2 separate regions of the Sus scrofa genome follow, and region 1 is linked to region 2. A link is a contact called in public targeted proximity ligation data. All regions are on one chromosome and are shown on one strand. The core of a region is the stretch at or near the end of the contact, and the rest is flanking DNA. Distances in the headings are between cores, read along the strand shown.

Evidence for each region.
Region 1: a targeted proximity ligation map of skeletal muscle shows a contact between it and region 2, with 3 times the contacts expected there.

Annotation. Positions count from the first base shown.
Region 1 is chr4:7,856,432-7,860,884 of Sscrofa11.1, forward strand. It overlaps a transcript of ST3GAL1 not described here. Among named protein-coding and RNA genes, the nearest start is that of ST3GAL1, 38 kb to the right of the region's middle.
Region 2 is chr4:6,918,616-6,922,965 of Sscrofa11.1, forward strand. No RefSeq gene overlaps it. Among named protein-coding and RNA genes, the nearest start is that of MIR30D, 28 kb to the right of the region's middle.

The sequences.
Region 1 (4,453 bases), core at 1,715-4,214, 940 kb after region 2:
TCTTTTTTTTTTTTTTTTTTTTTGCCATTTCTTGGGCCGCTCCCTCGGCATGTGGAGGTTCCCAGGCTAGGGATCAAATCGGAGCTGTAGCCACTGGCCTACGCCAGAGCCACAGCAACACAGGATCTGAGCCGCATCTGCAACCTACACCACAGCTCACGGCAAGGCCGGATCCTTAACCCACTGAGCAAGGCCAGGGATCGAACCCGCAACTTCACGGTTCCTAGTCGGATTCGCCAACCACTGAGCCACGACGGGAACTCCAATTATGTACCATCTTTGCGTGGTGCAATGTTATAACTAGACGTACCGTGGTGATCGTTTTGAAATATATAGAAAAAAAATAGCCGTGCTGTACGCCAGCAACTAACATAGCGTTTGTAGGTTAGTTACACTTCAAAAACGATTCAACATACAAGCAGACTCATAAAAAAAGAGATCAGATGTGTGGTTCCCGAGGTGGGAAGGTGGGGGAGGGAGAATTGGATGGAGGAGTGAAAAAGTGCCAACTTCCAGTTGTAAGGACTGGGGTCGTAAGGTACCACGTGATAAATAAAATGAGCACTGCGGTATATTGCATAGGAAAATTGTTAAGAGACTGAATCCTAGGAGTTCTTATTATGAAATTTTTTCTATTTCTTTAATTCTGTATCTATATGAGGTGATGGATTTCCGTAAACTTACAATAAGTGCCTGATGCAAGTCAAACCATCATGCTGCACATGTTAAACTTATGCAGTGCCGCCTGTCAATTCTATCTCAGTGAGAATGAAAGACAAAAATAACTTGATGATAAACCCCTCTGTCCGCACGCTGAGCCATTTCCAGGAACAGGTTCCTGCAAGGAGGAGCCGAGCTCTCGTGGAGGCTTTTGATGCTGCACACAAATGCCCTCTTGTTGGAGACGAGTGAGCAGGGCTCCGCTGCAGGGGCTCGTGCTGCTGCTGAAAAGAGAACAGAAGCCATGTGCTCCTGCCTCAGAGGAAAGGTACCAAATGGACCAGACTTAGCATCTCTTCTTGATGATTTCAAAGGAGCTCTAGGAGTCCTGATGAGCTCCGTGAAGTTTCACCCGAAGCTGGGATGTCTAGGATCCCTCAGAAGGTGGAAGTGGCAGGACGCAGACGCTTCCGTGCTGCTGGGATGGGAGCTGCCTCCAGCAAGACGGGGTTCACTGCAGAGGATCCCCCAACACAGAGCAGCTGCCTGTGCACACACCCACCTCCCCTCGCTGCACTCTCTGAGCATCCCCCGTTCTTAATTCTCTGTCACTGGCCTCTGGACATCTGCTCTGTTATGCCTTTACTTCTTAGCTGAGTCTCTCGTGCACCTAGAACTTAAGTTCCCTTCACCCATGGTGCCCCTGCTGTAGCCCCACCGCTCGTCACATTACCTGACACGTAGCAGGTACTCAGTGAATATGTTGATTGAATGAATGAATGAATGAATGGGGGAAGATGTAAAAGCCAGCTCACTGTCCCCCGATCAAGGTTGTTTGAAGTAATAGGACTTGACTACATTGATTTATTGAATTAAGTGTGCCTGCTACATCATCTCAGACACATGCAGGGTAACCCCTCGAGGTGGCTCCGTTGTTATCCCGATGCCTGCCTCCTTGACCTTGCAACAGGAATAGCACTTCCCCATGTTGTTAAACATTGGCGAGCCAGAATTTTTCTTCCTTTAACGTATATAAGAACATTCCAGAACCTGCTCGATATACTCCTTAACACTTAGAATAGCTTGCCCGGGAATTGCTGGGGTGTAGAAGATACCCACAGGTAGCTTACTCTGGAACTGCCAGGGCGTGTCCTAGGGCGGCCCATGAGCCCACCGTCCCATCAGCAGGGCACGGGTTCCGGTATCTGCACCCGCCCCTGGCACTCAGCATCGCAGTGCCTGCTCATTTGAGCCAAGCTAATAGGTGTCAGGAATGTCTCAGCAGTTTTTATTGGCATTGCTGTGATTGCTCATGAGGCCCTGGACCGCTGCGCTTGCCCTGCCCTCAGCTTGGCCCCTCTCCCGCCCCGGACTCACTCTCTCTTCTGCGCGTCTTTCAAGATTCAGGACAGACATTTGTCCCTGCAGTGGGCTCTGGTGCCCGGCCTCTCCCCTCTGCTCCGCAGGCCGCCCTTCCAGAATAGCAGCTAAAGGCATGTTTTCAGGTCTGGAAGCTCATATGGCTGTGATCAAAGCCTGTTCCATCACCTACAGGCTGAGAAACCTCAACCAAGGGCCTTAACTAAGTCTCTGAGCCTCAGAGTCCTCACCTGCAAATGAGGGGTTAAAAATAGTACTCCCCCCCCCCAGGGTTGGAGTGGGAGTACAAAAAAAAAAAGGAAAAAGCTTAATTCTGAGCGGTGGGGATACAGACTGTCACCTGCCTCCCCCAGCCCCACTCTCTTTTCTACTTCTACTAGTTGTAATTACAGTGTAAGCCTCTGCCGCCCCCCCCAAAAAAAAATCTCCTGGGAGAGAATTTTCTTGACAATTTCCTGAGCTTATTTATGCCAAGTATTTGGCGTACAGCAGGGCTGAATTCACGGTAGCCACTGGGTTTCAGCGCCCATGCGGTCCTGCGTTGCCATCAGACCGGCTTCCACAGCCTGGAAGGAGTCGCGGGTGGAGCTGGATTTGCTGCATTTTTATATTTTCAGCTCCTGGCAGTGTTGGGTAGATAGAAAGCCCTGGAACAAATCTTGTCAGCCTCTCTGGAGGAGATTTAAGCATCAAATAGTGGGTTGGTCTAGATGCTTTTTCAAAGTCTCTTCCAGCCCTGAAATTCTGTGATCAGGAAATTACCCAGGAAAAAGTTCCCTTTGCAGGCTTCTTTCTAAGGTTTCTAAATGGGGCTTTATTACACACTGCAGGTAATTATAGAGGCTGAAGCGGCCTCAAGGAGCTCTGTGTGGCCTGGTGTCGCTGGTTGGTACATTTCAGAGGCTATCATCTTTCCGCTGACCAGGGGATCGGAATCCTGACCAGGGGATCGGAATCCTGGCAAAGGCAGGCCCTCTCTTCAGCAGGGCAGTGGGAGGTGGCCCCGGAGGACGCGTCCTCTAGCTGGCAGCCCTCCACTCTCTGCTCCAGGGGAAGCCAGCACTAGTGGTGTGTGAATAATATCAGGAAAGTCACAGAAAGCAGGAGCAAAGGAGACCTTGGGGACACCCAGTTCAGGAGGCACAACCTCTCTGTTCACAAGGACCGTGTGGGTTATATGAACAGATAAAGAGACCTGGGTAGGGCAATAGGGAGTAGTGGGGCCTGTGACAGACTAGAAAACTGATCAGTTTCTGCTCAGCCCCTGGGGTTGTTGGTTTGGGGAACATGGGCTCAGGGTTCCTGGATCTGCCCCTGCTTTACCAAAAGAAGAGCTAGAGGTCCAGGGTTTTATGTAGCTCTTTCTGATTTTTGAAAGTTAGAGCTAATTCAAAGTTTTGTCAGTCGGGGTATGGCGCAGACAAAATAGGCTTGCGAGGCTTGTGAGTTTCCATATCCTCTGATTTAGCATGACATTTGGCAGATTGGGAAACTGAGGTACAGAATGGGGGAATTTGGCAAAGTTTCCTGGGGAGGCTTTGACCTTGAGGGACATAAAGAATGGTCTGGCATCCCAGGGGGCTCCTAACCCCACCTTCTCCCAAGGCAGGACCTGAGGCCCAGAGAGGGAAGGAGGCTAGCTCTGTGTCACACAGCTGGTAATGGCAGAGTCTGGGGTAGGGCTGGGGCTTCTGGGCCCTCCTCCATGGGACTGTCCACCAACGGTACTGCCAGAAATGACCCTGGAATGGTTTTGGTAAAGAGCATGGCAGAGGGCAAGTTCTGACTTGTCGTCAGGCAGCAGGAAAAGGCTGGCCCATGAGAGGCAGCTATGCCAGGGAACTCCCCCTGTGCGGGGGATCTGTTTGTGCATGCGCTGAACTAACCCTTTCAGCTCTGAAGGTGCACAGGTCAGCCTGGGGGTGGGGGGACAAGAGGTCTGGAAAATGGAGAAGACAGTGGGGAGGAGGAAGGTGAATCATCCCCAAAAGACATCAAGGGAGGGGGGTCACTGCGCCATGGAGTGTGAGTAGGGTTGGCTGTCCAGTGAGAGGAAGCTGGATTTTGCCCAGAGGGCTTTGGATTGGCCAAGGGGCCAGTGTAGAAATGCCCACTGTGGGCTCCCTGTCTCTAAAACTCTGGGAGAGCCCAAGCTTGAAGAGAAGGCCTCAAACCCTGGACCCGAAAGGCAGGGTCTTGGCAGGCAGACCCTGCGATGTCCGGACCCCATGTCACTCCCAACAGTGCAGGACCTCGCCAGCCCCCCACCCCATCCATTCCAGCCTCGCTCATCTGCTCAGAGGCCAGGGCTTCAGAGGTCGGTCAGCGTGGTTATCCTTCAAATCCCAACATGTAGGAAATGTCTCTTTGCTGCTTGAATCACTCCGATGGGTAGTGAGGTTGAACCGTTCTT
Region 2 (4,350 bases), core at 1,191-3,690:
TGATCTCTTTTTCAAGACTCCTCTTTGCGTAACTTTTCCCCCGTTTTGGGAGCAAGATCACTGATACACCTTGGAAGAATCGGCCTGTTAACCTTAACAACACCTGAAAAATCTCTCACTCTAGGTCCACAGCAGCAGTTAAGAAAACACAACGTCTTCTTCCTGGTCTTCCTACTTCTTGCTCTGCTCAGTATCTTGTGTTATTGCCAAAGCCTGCATTCATTGCCTGAGTGTGACCATGTACTTTCTGGGGCACTTTTAAAGTAGTCCAAGATTTACAACTTCCCCCAAAAAATCTTTGGTTCTGAGATATAAATACAAACAAGGTAAAGATTGCCCTTAAAAATTTAAGAAACAGGCAAGGAGCCCATTCAGCTGTTCAATAGCTAGTTGTTCTGGAGTTGTGGTACTGAGGTTGATGCTGGAAATGCAAAGTGGAACTAAACATGTTTCCTGCCATTAGAGAGTTTTACATCTGATGCAGAAGGCAAATAAATCAAGACTTAAAGGAATGGGTGTGAAGTGATATATTACACCACAAGATGCCATGGGAGCAGGGGATAGGAAGAGTCAAACCATACATGGATGTCCAGAGAAGTTTTCTCTAGGTGAAGTGCATAAACGACCCAACACAAAGTATACAACAGCGTCAGAAGCCAGCTGTGTACCCAGTGCTGGGGAAAAGGGACTGATTAGTTCTGAGTAGGTCCAGCAAGACTTCTCGGAAGAGATTACATTTTAGTTAGAACTTGAAAGGCTTAAGGGAATTAATTCCTGGAAAGAAAGTGGTGGGAGGAGGGGCTATAAGACAAGGAAGGAGACGGACATATACTTTTAAAAAGTAAACAGCAAATCTAAAGTTAAATAGTACTACATACTTTTAGAACTAACATGAGGCAGTAAGTGATTAAGTGCTAAGTCAGAGGAAAGGACTAGAAGCACAAGTTTAAGGAATGATGAGGTGAACAGTGGGTCCGAAACTTAAGGTGCCTGCACAGCTGAGCCTTTTGTGGGCTGTGGACGCTGAGTAAATGTTGGTTAACGGAGTTAATCTTTCCTCAGGTAGCTAGAAATTGTGGAGGACCTGGAGCTCCTTGGTACTGTTTACACTTTCACCAAAACCTTAGAAGAAACTTAGGCTCCCCAAGGGAGCTAAGGAAAGCACCATTCCGTTGGCTGTTCGGGGTCAAACTGAGAACCAAACAACTGCCATCCAAAACTGCACCAAGGCAGTCCAGCCCCTACGTCCAGAGTTCTAAACCTTTTGGGAGATGGGAAGGGGGTGGTGTGGATTAAAAACAGATCCACGGAGAACAAAAGAAGCTCTTTACACGTTCTTCTGTGGTGTTTTTCCCCCTCTAAAGGAAGGCTATGTAGGAAAGAGTCTGGGTCTTCACCATTACCTGACATTGAGCATATCACTTAATCTCAATCTCCCTGCGTCCTGTGTCCCCGTTTGTAAAATATGGAGGTTGTGGGCTCCGTATTAATATCTAGGGTCTATGTCAGGTGAAGTGGTTTTCACATTCTCTTTTAATTCTCACAACCACCATGGTAGATTTTGCTAGCCCCATTTTACCCAAGATATTCAGAGTGTTTAAGTAACTCATCGAAGGTCACACAGCAAATAGGCTGAGCCAGACTGCAATCCGGGGTTCCCTGACTCTATCACCACGCAATCCCAGTTCGTATACCAGTTAACCTCCCTTTACCACTGGCCAGGACTCCCTTCTCTCGAAAACCGAATCGCCCCCTTTCCTCCCACCGAAACTCCCAAGCAACGCGCCCCTTTTCGCTCTGCGCACGCTCAATTGGTCAGGAAGAATTTTCGCTCTGCCTTGGGAAATTTTTCACGCCACTCTGGCAGCCGAGCCCGCCCCGCCCACCGCTTCTCCTCACTGGATTGGTCGATCTCAGGGAGGCGACAAGGAGACCCAGACGATCCCTCCACCCTCCCCCCCCCACGTAACGCTCTGGGTGCGCGCGCTCCGAGCGTGCGTGCGTGCGTGCGTGTGGGTGAGCACGTGAGGCCCCAGAACGTGCACAGAAGGAGGGGCAGGAAGCGGGGGGCGAAGGGCGGGGCTCCCGTTGCCATGGCAGTGACGTCAGGCGTCGGCGAGCGAACCCAGCCCCTTCCCCACGCGCGCGCGCGCACATACAGAGCTACATGCACCCGCGCGTGCACCGCCGCTCTCCCTCAGACACACTGGAGGGAAAGGTCAAACTAAAGGCGAGGGAGCCGGGAGGCCAGAGGGAGCCGACGCCGCTGCCGCCGCCGCCGCCGCCGCCGCCGCGCGCCATGACGGACGGGGCTGAGGCCGCTTTCTCTCCGCCGCCGCCGCCGCTGCCGAGCCGCGGCTCTCGTCGCGCCCCCTACCCCCGCCTCCCGCGCCCCCTCCCCCCCGGTGCTCGCGCGTCCACGCGCCCCCTCCCCCTCGGCGCTCCAGGCGCGCGTCGGGCCCGGGGCGCGCGCCGGCCCGAGCGGGCGCGGGAGGGTGGGGGCCGCGGCTGGCTGGCGGCCTCCTGGCGCGACCCCAGACCCCCTCGCCTGGCCCCTCGGCTAGAGCCCCCCAGGTGAGTGCGGTGGCGGGGCGAGGGTGTCAGGAGCGGAGAGGGCACCTGGCGAGCTCAGCCCCTTGCTTGACCCCTTCCGGGGGCGCTGACAGGCGCGCGGGACCCGGCCTCTGGGGGGCGTCGCGGGGTCAGCCTGTTCCGGGGCCCCTTTGGGCGCCCCTGCCCCTCAGGGTCGGTCCCCGCAGTGGTGGGGGGCTCGGGGCAGGCGTGAGTGCAGCCGCCAGGCAGGAGTTGGCTGGGCGACTCGGGCGTGGGACAGGCGACGAGAGGCAGGTGGGCCCCTCTCTGGGGCTTGGGACAGCGCGGGGAGGGGGCGGGGGCCGGGCCAGGTGCGCGCGGGGGGCCCGCTGGAAGCTCTCACGACGTGCTTGCTGGGCAGTTGGGAGAAACTCTGCCCGGGGGACTAGGCGCCCTGCTTTTGCCCGGGCCAGCGAAAGCGGCGGATTTTACAGAAAAACTCGGGGGAAGCCTGGCTGGCCCCCGAAAGGAAGAAGGACCTAGAGGACCCTCCTGGGGGGACCCAGACTTGAACACATCTGCCTGTGGGTAGCACTAGGGCATGGTGTGCGAACGTTGCCATGCCAGTGTTTAATGTTTGTTGCTTATGGTTATTTTTGGACTAAATGATTTAAAAAAAAAAAAAAGTTACTTGGAAGAGAGGGAACTGCTTGAATGGTCATGAGTTCTTCCCTGTGTATGCAGGAAATGGGTTAATCTTTCACACCGCCACCCCCCAACTGAATCTATGCCCAGTGGACTTGCAGAGTAATAAATACAAAACTCTAAAGCCCCGAAACGAGGTAATGTTTTTGTCTGATGAGTTTCAGGTGTCAGGCTCCGGGTTCTGTGGGAGAAAAATAGAAGCAGGACACCGAGGTACTTGATATGCTCAAGCAGTCGTCTTTTTGTAATAAGCTTTGGAGCCCGTCAAAGTGGAGTTTAGTTATAACTGCCAGGGTTAAGTAATCACATTGACCCAGGGCCGCCCACCAATCAGGAGCTTCTCTGGAAGTAACTTGGAAGACTGCTCTCAGCCCAGGACTCGCTGGTTGTGAATAACCAGTGCTTCTGCCGATTTTTTCCCCCCTCTTTCGTTTTCCACTGTTATAATGCATGCAGTCTGTTTAGCAAACGTTAGAATGAATTACCCATAGTTGAACTGCTCTCCACTGAATCGCTTTTAACTTCTCAGGTGCTAGCTCTGACAGATGTCTTTTTTATATTTGACAGTTATTTGGAAATTTTAAATAATAGTCGTTTCAGACGATAAGGAATTTTTTGAGTATGTCTAGTTTAAACAGATTATACCAAGGTGATGTGTTTAGAGGTTAAATCTCATCCAAGAAAACTTCCGGTTGTGAAAGGTGCAGGATTGTGACAGTGGAGGAAGTGTCTGGAGTCTTTGGTAAAGAGTAAGGGGACACCAGGACACTTGGTGAATTTCATGTTAACTGGCAGCCTCAGCAGATAACAGACTTACTCCTTACCTAAGCATTTCTGATGTGAGGGTTGCCTCTTCTGTTGTTTATGGATCTTTGGCTATTTGTCATTTTCAAAAAGTTCTGTCAACAGACAACTCTCACTTTGAAATTGAGTCTTTGTAGCATGTACCCAGGGTACCATAGATTTTCAGTACAAGATGTAAGGGGGGAGTCTTCAGTCTGGCACTTTGTTAATTCTTTCTGTGCAGCAGTTTTTGTACCTGGTTGTGTCCTGTGATGCCCCCTTTTATATCTGGCTATTGCTGACACATGTCTTTACAGAATCCTGTAATGG